2 separate regions of the Zea mays genome follow, and region 1 is linked to region 2. Evidence: chromatin contacts called from public Hi-C data. All regions are on one chromosome and are shown on one strand. The core of a region is the stretch at or near the end of the contact, and the rest is flanking DNA. Distances in the headings are between cores, read along the strand shown. Region 1 holds the start of LOC103646014 (sirohydrochlorin ferrochelatase, chloroplastic). Region 2 holds the start of LOC103646012 (putative ABC transporter C family member 15).

What was found. Hi-C and Micro-C count contacts between places; a contact is called where the count stands out from the background.
Region 1: a Hi-C map of leaf shows a contact between it and region 2, with 5 times the contacts expected there. The contact joins the promoter of LOC103646014 here to the promoter of LOC103646012 in region 2. A contact is called at or near these places in 2 of 25 Hi-C or Micro-C datasets (leaf and tassel).

What each region holds. Positions count from the first base shown.
Region 1 is chr2:14,652,737-14,658,864 of Zm-B73-REFERENCE-NAM-5.0, reverse strand. It overlaps LOC103646014 (sirohydrochlorin ferrochelatase, chloroplastic), which reads right to left and starts at 1,300. Exons shown (of 9, transcript XR_004856152.1): 1 at 1,076-1,300; 2 at 1-64.
Region 2 is chr2:14,413,957-14,419,705 of Zm-B73-REFERENCE-NAM-5.0, reverse strand. LOC103646012 (putative ABC transporter C family member 15) reads left to right here and starts at 3,893. Exons shown (of 11, transcript XM_008670752.3): 1 at 3,893-4,169; 2 at 5,432-5,749. The coding sequence starts at 4,064.

The sequences.
Region 1 (6,128 bases), core at 51-2,550, 240 kb before region 2:
AGCTAGGCAGCTGGCCGGACCACCGGACGGAGCTGCTAGAGGACGGTCGGAGTGGCGGCGGGGACTGCTGGAGAGAAATTTGGATTTATGCTATTATGGGAACTGTGTTTCACCCAAATGCCATTATGTAAACATGTTTCGCTGATCCACCATTCTCAAACATTGTCTTGCAGACAAAATGTCACTTAGGGGTTATTTCAAACATAACCTTATTTTATTATATTAGCAGCTAGTGACCGGACACTTTTGCCCTTGATCGAATCAAGGGCAAGAAATCTATACGCCGCTCAGCTCGGGCTCGCCGCACAGCTGGCATATATTGACAAGTCCTGGGCACTCCCGTACGTGAGGGCGAGGTCCAGTTGGGACATTTGAAACCTGTGGACATTGCGGCCACATGTGCTGAACATTTGCAGCCTGTGCACAATAACAGAAACTAGTAACATGTGCACTTTAACAGATTCAACATTTTCAGTTCTGAATATTTGTTTCAGATAACAGTACACATCTAAACCTGAACATTTGTTTAAGATAACATAACACATCAAAATAACTACGATCTCCATCCAACAGCGGCTGCGACTATCTCCACTATAGAAAGAAGAAAAAAAAGAAAGGAGGAAATTTTCTAGTGAATACTAGAAAAGAGGGCTTTCTACATAGGGATCGTCAAAACAACGATTTTACCCTATCAGCTGTAGGAAGGAAGGACACTTCACGAGAATCAAAATAGGAAGAAAGTAGAGCCTATACTACTATTCTATGGATAAAGCTGAAATTGATAGAGAAAACACCGTAAAGATCAATTAGTGAGCGACTGGGTCGATACAACTAAAAAAAACTGCTTCATTATACCACGATATGGGACAAAATTTAGGAATCCGCTTATGTAATAAAGCCGATCTAACACTAGTTCATTTGATAGCATAAAACACCAGCTTCTAACACTAGCTTATTTAAATCTTGGGTAACACATAAAACAACAGCTTCTAATCATCTTGTCACTCAAATCAGGAAAACGCTAGAGGGAAGGGAGACAAGGGAGATCTCGACACAGGGCGCCGCTGCTGTATACCTTGGAGCCGGGCACCGCTGGTGGATGCCGAGGGGGGGCGGGCACCGTCGGTGCAGTCAGAGGGCCGGCCGTCGCAGGTGCAGCCCGAGGGGAGCCGAGCGCCTTCGGTGGAGTCCGTCCGAGCAGAGCCGGGCGCCGCCGCCGCCACAGCACAAGGAGAGAGCCACTCGGATGAGGATGAGGAAAGAGAGAGGAATACGCCCAGGTTTGCTCACGTGAAACGTTTCGTCAGGGGGAGAAGGAGCCGAATTTTTTGTTTTTTAGCCCCTTTCGTGACAAAAATTTACGTTTGGACCCCCAGAAATTTTATTTGCATGTTTGGACCCGAAGCTCGGCGCCATAGGCTGTGGCGCCGAGCTAACACAGCATGAGTCCAACGTCTCCAGCATCACACAGTTTTCAGGATAAGACCAACATCACAAAAGTATTCATTTCCTCCTAGTCTTACCCTTGCCCTTGGCCCCAAGAGCGTCGGTGCCTGGAGTGTAAGGGTCTCGTGGACGTCTTCTACGTGGTGTCAGATGTGATGGCTGAGTTGTAGGAGCATCCTGCAACTGAGATGGTCCAATCTCCACCTGACCTGCGGTGCCAGCGCCAGCGTCGTCGTCGTCGTCGTCGTCGTCGTCGTCCTCGTCGTCGTGGGCCACGTCCTCAAACGTGTCCCGCGTCGATCGCGAGGAGCTCAGTCCTGCTGTAGATGTTGGTTTAGGTGCCCATCTCTGCCCTCGGGTCTGCATTGCCTTGGCCTGCGCGTGTCTATCATTAAACCAAGCCACTAGCCTATAAAAAGTGAATGTTACTATAGCATTGACTGGCATGCCCCGTATACCCTTGAGCACACTGTTAAATGACTCGGCCATGTTGCTAGTCTGAAACTCGAACCGCCAGCCACCTTCGTCATAGGCCCTTGTCCATTTCTGCGGTTCCCTCAGCAATCCAGCAATCCAGTTCTTACCTTCAGCATTTGTTGCATCTTTTAGTTCCTTCAACTTATCCTCGAAAAACGAAACCTCCAACTGTCGACATACCTCCTCAAAAGGGGGAAGTTAGCCTTGCTATGGTCCTTTCGAAGAAGATTTTCTGCTAGATGTCGAGTGCACCATCTGTGGTGCATGGGTGCGTAGCCAGGAATCTGCTCTTGCACTGCATTAAGAATACCTTGGTGTCTGTCAGATATGACACCAACCTCGCGTCCAGGGCCTACGACATGGATGCGTACAAGCCGCAAGAACCAAGACCAACTATCTCTGTTCTCCCTCTCCACCAAAGCAAATGCCAAAGGAACCAGTGCGTTGTCTGCGTTGCATGATATGGCAACCAACAATGTGCTCTTATACTTCCCAAGCAGAAAAGTACCATCAATAGAGAGCACGGGACGACAATGCCTGAAGGCCTCTATGCACTGCGAGAAACACCAGAAAGCACGAAAAAATATCTCTCTGTCGTTCCTCCATTCATTAGGTTTGGGGATGTACTCGTAATGCATGCCTGGGTTTTTTGCTTTCATTGCATTGAACAATGTTGGTAACTTCTCATAACCCTCCTCCCAATCCCCGTATATCATCTTCCATGCTCGCTGCTTTGCCCTCCATGCTTTCCCATATTTGATCCTGTAACCAAACAGCTCTGAAGTCATGGTCATAATTGACTTCACCTTCAAGTTTGGCTGACCCTTCAATATCCCCAATATCCTTTTCGCAATCAGGGTAGATGTCAACTGACGATGCTTAGAGCTCAGCTCTGTCTGGGCACAAGTGTGTGGACCTACAATTTTGGTGATCTTAAACTTTCCGGTGTCCTTCTGCCTTCGGGCACATACCCTCCAATTACATTCCGACACCTCGCACACAACGGTGTAACGACGTTGTGCATACGAATGTCTCACCTTGAACGGTCTCTTGCGGTTCACAGAATATTCCTGTAGCCATCGTCTCAGTGTAGGCAGGTCCTTGAAAAGTAAGCCTACCTTAATCTCAATGCTGTCGGCGTTATCCGGAGCCTCTAGCAGTTCATCGTCACGTCCTTCAGCATATGCACGGGTGGAATTACTTAAACTGCTAAATTCATGTACTGCAGGGTCACGCTCCGGACACAAACGTCTTATGAGTTCAATTTCTTGCTCGGTCATTTCTTGAACCGGACGGTCATCATCAGAATCTAAGGCTCGTGCAGCCTCATATGGCTCCTCCTCATCCTCAATCTGAACATCAACACTATTTGATGCCCTGCATATGTTGTCCATATTATATGACACAGGCACATCAAGATAAGCAGCATTATCGATATGTGGAGATCCTGCATCGGGTCGAAGCAAGAAAAACCACATTAAAAAGTCTAATCAAACGAAATAACGATGGATACGAACAACGTGTCAAAGACACTTACTAGGATGATCGTGAATTGGATCCTGGGTCAATGGGATCTCTTGGGGGGTACCACCGGATTAGAAGCCCCACAAACGCCAGGAAGAGGATGAGAAATCCCATACTCGCGCGGACCCGATTGAGCATCGGGCACAACAACCACTTCTTCATGAAGCTCTACCAAAGGAGCTTCAATACGAGATGCATTTGGCATTTGTGGAGACAACCCGACTGGACCATCGCAATGACTAACAGGTAACTTTTGAACAACCACATCCAAACATGGTGGAACCATCGTCTTCACAATTCTTAAATATATCACCCAATCATCTTCTGAGGTAATGGAGATCAACCGTCGGACAACTGTTCCATATGTAATATGGGACAACAAACCCTGAATTGATATTCTAGGGTCGTTTATGTCGCAACTAATCTCCTCACAAGCTCGAGCCAAAAGCTTGTCAAAAGATGGTCTTTCATCGAACAACATGGTCACGATCTTCATACCATCAAAAGTAACATTCCCATAAGCATCTATCTCCACCCTTCCTCCATGGTATAGTGTTACTAGGTTGTCCATCTATTGCAAAAATGGATTACTAACTCAATAATGGCTATATACTTAAGCCTACAAACTTACTAACTAATAAATATATACTAACTAATAACTATATAGTAAATATTAAATGACCACATCAAACGAAATTACATAATCTATGAATAATGTACGAAAACAATGTATACCTGAGATCGCGTACAAGTCCAGCTAACGGTGGAGAAGGTCAAGTCGGAAGAACACCTACGTACAAAAACAACTATTGTCAATAAAAAATTTGGCAGCACCTCCCCTATAAAGTGATGTTTATAGAACCTGCAAATAAACGACAACACGATGGTTGCCAACACACAAAAGTGCACGATATCTACATAACAAACAATATGTTGAACATGTAATATTAATGTGCTAAACAAAATGAAAACTATATAATCACTAACAATTTACTAAACACTAACTATATGTTAAACAAGAAAATAGCTAAACAAGTGAATATCTAACTAATTACTAAACACTAACAATATCTAACAATTTACTAACTAAGTGAATAGCTAACAATTTACAACAATAAAAATAATTACCTCGCGGGCGGAGGATGCTCTTGCGGGCGAGCGGCGGCCGGGGCGGGCGTGCGCGGTGGCCGGGGCGGGCGTGCGCGGTGGCCGGGGCGAGCGTGCGCGGTGGCCGGAGAGGGCGCGCGGCGGCCGGGAACGGCGACCGCGGTCGCCTGAGCGTGCGCGCGCGGCGGCCGGGAACGGCGAGCGCTCGGCGGCCGGACCGGGGGCGCGCGGGCGCCGGAGCGGGCGCGCGCGACGGCCGGAGGGAAGGGCGAGCGCGGCGGCGGCGCCCGGGAGCGCGCGGCGGCCGGAGGGAAGGGCGAGCGGCGGTGGCTTGCGGCTGGGAAAATTGCGGCGGAAACAGAGAAGAAACGGAGAGAAGAACGTTACCTGCGGTTAAGTCCTAGCTCGGCGCCAAGATCTGTGGCGCCGAGCTAGGCGCCACGCGGACGACCACGTCATCGCTGACAGCCTTGGCCACGTCATAGCTCGGCGCCATAGGCTATGACGTCGAGATGTGTTAGCTCGGCGTCATAGGCTATGGCGCCGAGCTAAGGGTCCAAAATTGAGTTTAAAATTTTTTTAGGTCTAAACGAGATTTTAAACCTGATAAAGGGCTAAAATACAAAAAATTTGGGAGGAGAGGAGGAGCCGAGCGGTTTGCGGCATGGGAGGAGTCCGGCACACGCTCCACTGAAGGCAACTAGTAACTACCGCGCGCCCCTGCGCGCGTGCGTGCCTGCAGGATGGAGAATGGTCCGGTTCAGGTCTCGATCACACAGAGGAAAAAATACCGACGTGGACATACTGATTTATTCCCCGGTCTATTTATAGCTCTAGCAATAAAATCTTAATCTCAATCCCTTTTAAAACCAAATCTGCAAAAAAGTTAAATACTAGGAGTAGTGAAATCAGGGCAAGTTCTTGTTCCTAATGACTGGTGCATTTTTTACCTGTAACATAAATCTGCAGGTTAATTCCCAAAAAAATCACCTAAATATAAACAACATGAAAGTCTCTCTTACGACACTACCATTGTTATGCATACGGATATTTGTTCTCACGGTCAGATTCTGTATTTGAATTTTCTATAAGCAGAAGCATGCTTTTGAATTTCCATCCTGTTGATGATTCTAGCAGGAAATGATTATATAGATGTTGTAGTTCGTCATTTTTTTTATCTCATATGCTTATGATTTCACACTTTTTTGAGCCTCTTGAATTGCTTATTACCGAGAAAAACTTGCCTGAGCAGGGAGGGGCAACATCAATAAACTTTCTGTTCAAAGAAATGGAGAAAGACAAGTCTTTATTTGGGCGTGATGTTTAGTTTGACCGAAAGTATCAAAGTAGTATATGCTTAGTTGCTCACTCGATAACCTATTACCAACAGGAAGAACGATGAAACTTTGGAGAAGTATAAGGTTATGCCCATCAAATTTCCGTCAAAAAAATCCTAAACTCGTAACCTTCAAGCTGGAGGAAGAGCAACATCGCTGCTGACCGCATTGAACATCTTCATGTAACCAACAATGCTAACGAAGACGTCGTCCTTGCCGTCAATTATCCAGATGTGT
Region 2 (5,749 bases), core at 2,644-5,143:
TTTAACAGATTTTTGGACATAGTTATATAGAAGTTGCAATCACACCAGATCAGAAGTTGCAATTACACCAGACAGCAGTTGCAATTATTGTTTGTTTAACATATTTTTGGACATAGTTATATAGAAGTTGCAATCACAACAGACCCACAGTTGTAATTACACCAGATCAGTAGTTGCAATCTTGTTTGTTTAACAGATTTTTGGACATAGTTATATAGAAGTTGCAATCACACCAGACCAGCAGTTGCAATTACACCAGACCAGCAGTTGCAATCATATTTTTTAACAAAATTTCTCAGAGTTATTCAGTACTTGCAATCACATAAGAGCAACTCAGCAGTTGCATCCACACTACACCAGCAGTTGCAATTACAACACACCATCGGTTGCAATCATTTTGTTTACATTTTTTAACAGATATTTGAGTAAAATTATACAACAGTTGCAATCACACATAATGCGTGCTTGCAATCCCACCTAATGCGGGGGACAGGGAGGCACGCAGACAGAGAGGCGCGCGGCGGCGCGGGGACAGGGAGGCGCGCGGCGGCGCGAGGACAGGGAGGCGCTCGACGGCGGTGGGATCTAGGTTTAGAGGATCGGAGGAAGAAGGAGGAGACGGCGGCGGCACGGGGATAGGGATGCGCGCGGCGGCGGCGAGGGCGGGGAGGCGCGCGAAACAGGACTTACGCCTGGGTGCATTCAATATAGAGAATGCACCCAGGTGCATTTTAGCAGCGCCGTATATATATATATATATATATATATATATATATATATATATATATATATATATATATATATATATATATATATATATAGGGTGATGGTAATGGGAGCCTTCCATTAGTATGGGAAGCCTCAGTCAGGTATATCTACGCGCGCTCGATCTGGTTCTGGCTCGAGCGGATTGCAGCGTAAAACGTGACCTAAAACAGCGTAAATGAGTACGAAATTTAGCGTAAATCTTATATCTGTTTTGTAACAGCAAACGGGGCCTAAAAATACGGCGTAAAAATCGCATGCAACCGATCGTGCGCGGGTTCTGGCTCGGGCGGATTCCAGCGTAAAACGTGAGCTAAAACAGCGTAAATGAGTACGAAATTTAGCGTAATTCCTATATCTGTTTTGTAACAGCAAACGGAGCCTAAAATTACGGCGTAAAAATCGTGTGCACCCGATCGTGCGCGGGTTCTGGATCGGGTGGATTTTAGCGTAAAACGTGAACCAAAACAGCGTAAATGAGTACAAATTTTATCGTAAATCATCGATCTGTTTCGTAACGACAAATGGGTCTCGAATTACGGCATGAAAATCGCCACAGGCGCTGTCTCGGGCGGATTTCGGCATAAAACGTGAACCAAAACAGCGTAAATGAGTATGAATTTTAGCGTAAATCATCGATTGATTTCGTAACGGCAAATGGGGACAAATTACGGCGTAAAAATCGTGCGCGGGTTCTGGCTCGAGCGGATTTAAGTGTAAATCGTGAACCAAAACAGCGTAAATGACTGGTTCTGGCTCGAGCGGATTTAAGTGTAAATCGTGAACCAAAACAGCGTAAATGAGTATAAATTTTAGCATAAATGAATAGAAATATCAGAAACAGACAAATAGATGGAACTGAAATATAGGTCATAAAAACCTATTGACATTGGCATAAATATGTATACAAAATAGCATAAAAATAGGATCGTCGTCCTGCGGAACCAGCGCCTCGCATCTGGGATGCGCCACCACTTCGTGCCTAGGGAGGATGCCGTCGTCGCTAGCGCCTAGGGAAATCCGCCGTCGCGACCGCTGGCACATCGCCGTCGTGCGCACCTCATGGGGCCGCCGCCGCGTGCGTGCCCTCGGGATCCGATGCCGCAGCGTGTCCCTAGATTCGCCGTCGCGCCACAGGAATCCGCCATCGCGAGCGTGTCCCCAGATCCGCCGTCGCGCCTCAGGGATCCGCCGTCGCGAGCGTGTCCCCAGATCCGTCATCGCGCCACAGATGCTGGAGCGGCGGTGGCGGTGGCCATCGCAGAGACGGACGGGACAACCGCCGTTGTCACCGGGCCTAGGGTGCGCTGCCGTCGTCCGTCTGCTTCAAGAGCGCCGTCACCGCTTGCTCGCCTGCCTCGGAGCGTCGTTGTCGCTCGTTCCTGGTGGAGCGCCGCCGTCGGTCGCCTGCCTCGAGGTGACACCGCTGCTGGCCCCCAGGATCACCGCCGCTCGCACGCCCTAGAGAACCGCCGCCGCCGCTAAAACCTAATTCCTGGCGGCGTGGGGGTGTTTTTATAGTGGTGGCGTGGGCCGGATCGTGGGCCCGATGCACGTAATATGCGCAGACTATATTTGCATAAACTGATACACACATCAGCATAACTCGTATTATATTTTGGCGTAAGCAGTTAGGTACAATAAGCCAAAAAGGGTCCGGTGCGGTCGCGCACCTGGTCGGTACGTGATCGGGGCTTCCTATAGTTAAATAGAGCATATGACTCTAAATACATATACTATATATATATATATATATATATATATATATATATATATATATATATATATATATATATATATATATATATATATATATATATATATATAGCCGTATAGGACGACGACGACGACGACATGCACCAATGCATGCGCTCCAATAATGTCAGAGGATGAGACAAATTGAGGCTAGCTGTCGTCTGTCGATCAGCAAAAGGAAGCTAATGATGCATGACGAGCAGGCTTCACACTTCACAGTCTCTTTCTAGTACGGGAAAGAGTGGATACTCAAGTACTCAATTGGCAAATAATGCCAAAGTACGTGAGCCCACCACCACTGAGCAAAAAGAGAAAGAAATAAAAAAAAGGCAGCACAAATAAAGATGTGCATGCAAAGCTTTCCCGTCTCGCGCGATCGCTCTCCTTCCACACGTATCCCGCGCGCATTTTTTTTTGTTTCGTCCAGTGCTGCTGCTGCATGGGCGCGCGGTGTCTTGTATGTCCAGACTCAGATGTGCCGATGTGCGTGTGCCGGCGGCGACGAGGGTAGTACATAGGCCGTAGGCGTGTGGTTGCTTGCATGTGCCGCTGCTCGCTCGGCTCGGCTCGGCGGCCGGCTTTGTCTTCCTGCCTGTCTTCAATTTATAACAAAGTTCTTAACATCACTACCATCACCACCTCCTGTTTCTTTTTTCTTTTTTCGTTTTGTTTTGCACGACGGACGACAGTAGTCGACAGACGTGGTCGTCTGGGATGATTCTGTGATTTCATCTCACAAGCATCTGCCGGTATAATATGGTTAATATAATATATAGGTGACGACCGGCGATAGGCATGTGCTTGGACAGGACAGGACAGGATACGTACGTCGTTGGCCTCGTTTTGTCGACCTCTCGTTTCATTAACTCCTTGGCATCTACTGCAAAAGCAGATCAAAGATTGTATTTTCAGCAGGCGCGCGCGAATCGTTTCTTTGCGACTATGACGCCACCGCGTACGTAGCAGTAGCACTAGCACGTGTCTAAGTCAAGGCATGCATGCGCTTCTGGGGTAAATTAACGAATGATGCGTGACCGATGCTTCTGGGGTATAAAATCATATTAGTTTAATTGATTTTTACCTAAATTACTATTATTAGAATGGCATTCAATTCAAGGATCCGAACAGGCGTTATTTAATTTCAAAGAAATCATTTTCATCTGCAGAACTACTGATCGTGCACAAATCCGCAATATATTCAGCTGGAAGCTAGCTAGTATACGCACAGAAATAAGAAAAAATAACCTGCAGGAGAATAGGACATACTGCTGCCAATCATAAATAAAAAATGTAGCAGCTGCTATAGCGGTGTTGTTTTTTTCCACAGGTGGTGCCGCCGTGCCGGGCTCGTTCTGTGAAAACTGAAAGCTGCATATTCGGGATCTGCGGCCACCGTACCGCACCATGCCACGCCAAAAGCGCAACAAACAGGGGGTCATGCACCTCCAGTCTCCACCTCCCTCCTATTATATCATCGTCACTTGTACACCGCCCCTCACAGTCTCACTTCCCTCCACTCCAATTCCCTCTCTCTGGCGACACGATGGAGAGGGGGGGCCTGCACTACTGGCCTGCTCTCGCGGGGATTCTTCCCAACAAGCAGGTGCAACAGCTGTTCATCCAGGGGGGCTTCCTCGATGACCCGTCAGGTAAGGCTTCCTTCGATCCATCCCGGCGGCCTGCACCAATTGCATGCAAACGTCGTCTGAATCCGCTCCACTCCTCGCCTCCTCCAAGACATGTACATATAGACGACTTGACTCCATGCGCCAGCTAGCTACACACCACCGCGCCGTGGTTTTTCCAGTTTGCCCCCACCTGTAGTTTCTTTTCCCTCTCCTGCTTCCTTGGTTCTGCAATGTCTGCGAAAAATATCAGGAGAACAGAAACAGAACAAATGGCGCTGAAGAATGCGCAGCATAGACTACAACTGTGCCAATGAAGAAAACATGGTTCAGATGTGCGATGGCCCTAGTAATTTTGAGTTAGCTATTTGTTTACCCCAATATATAAGATGATAATCACAAGGCCGAAAAATAACTCAGGCAGCGGTAAAAATTGTCCGTTCATTCCAAGTATGTTTTTTACGTAACATAGCAAATTGGGATGGGAACAGTAAGTCATGGGCTGTGCTTAGCTTTCTGCTCCATCTGATGACTAGCGTCCAACTCCCTCCATCGCGAGGAGTTAAGGACATAACTTCTCCTATAGCCTCAGGTATCATTACAAGATACCGTAGCTAGAAAAAGAATAGTGAACGACCCAACATTTATAGTGCAATCGGAGAATGTTTCTGTCAGCACATGAATATTGGCGGTTAGCCAGTTTTGGTTCATGGGAGCAAACCATCAGGAAAGGGAGAACGCCAATGTGAAAGGTTTGAGCACATGTGGTCCATGTCACTACTTTAAAAGGCAGCCAATCAAGGACGAAAGTTCCAAAAAAAAAAACTGAAAATTGCATTGTCCAGTCATTCTTGACAGGAGTAAAAAGCAGAATGGACCTGTAGTCCTGGATGTGGCCAAATCTTATCCTGGTGTTTCTAAAACAACAAAAATAGAAAATCTTAACTGAAAAAATAGAATAGCCCAACTCAAAGATGAACTACGCCCCAAACATGATGATAATGATTGGTGCTGATTGTTCTCTTTTCCTAACAATTTATTATATGCTAATCAATTTCTCAATGATTATGGTTAGCAGCTTATCTACAATTTTAAATAATGCTTGCAAGAAATAGTTGAAGTCCAGTCCTCACAAGAACGTGTTTGTTTCTACTTTTCTTGAGTACCGGTAACATAATTGCAGCTACTAGCTCCTATGTTATTATATCCACAAGAGAAAAATGATGCTTCAAGAATGTATTCCTGCGTAAGTTTTTTGACATGAAATTTGCAAACTGTTATTACAGGTTCTACTATATTGCATCATATGCAAGAATGGCAAGACCTATATTCACCTTGCTTCTGGATGGTCACTTTTGCACTGATACAATTGATGTTCATCATGAGTATATTGGCTCAATTTCTGTTCAAGAAATTCAGATGGTGGAGACAGAGACTGAAGGGTTCAGCTCCTGAAAGCAATAAACAACATCAGGAACACAAGATTACAGATATAAAGCTGGACATCTCATACAAAGCATGCAAAGCTTGTTGCCTGCTTATACTAGGAAGTCATGTTCTGAGGGCAGTATTTCTACAGTTACATGAAAGAATAAGTGATTGCA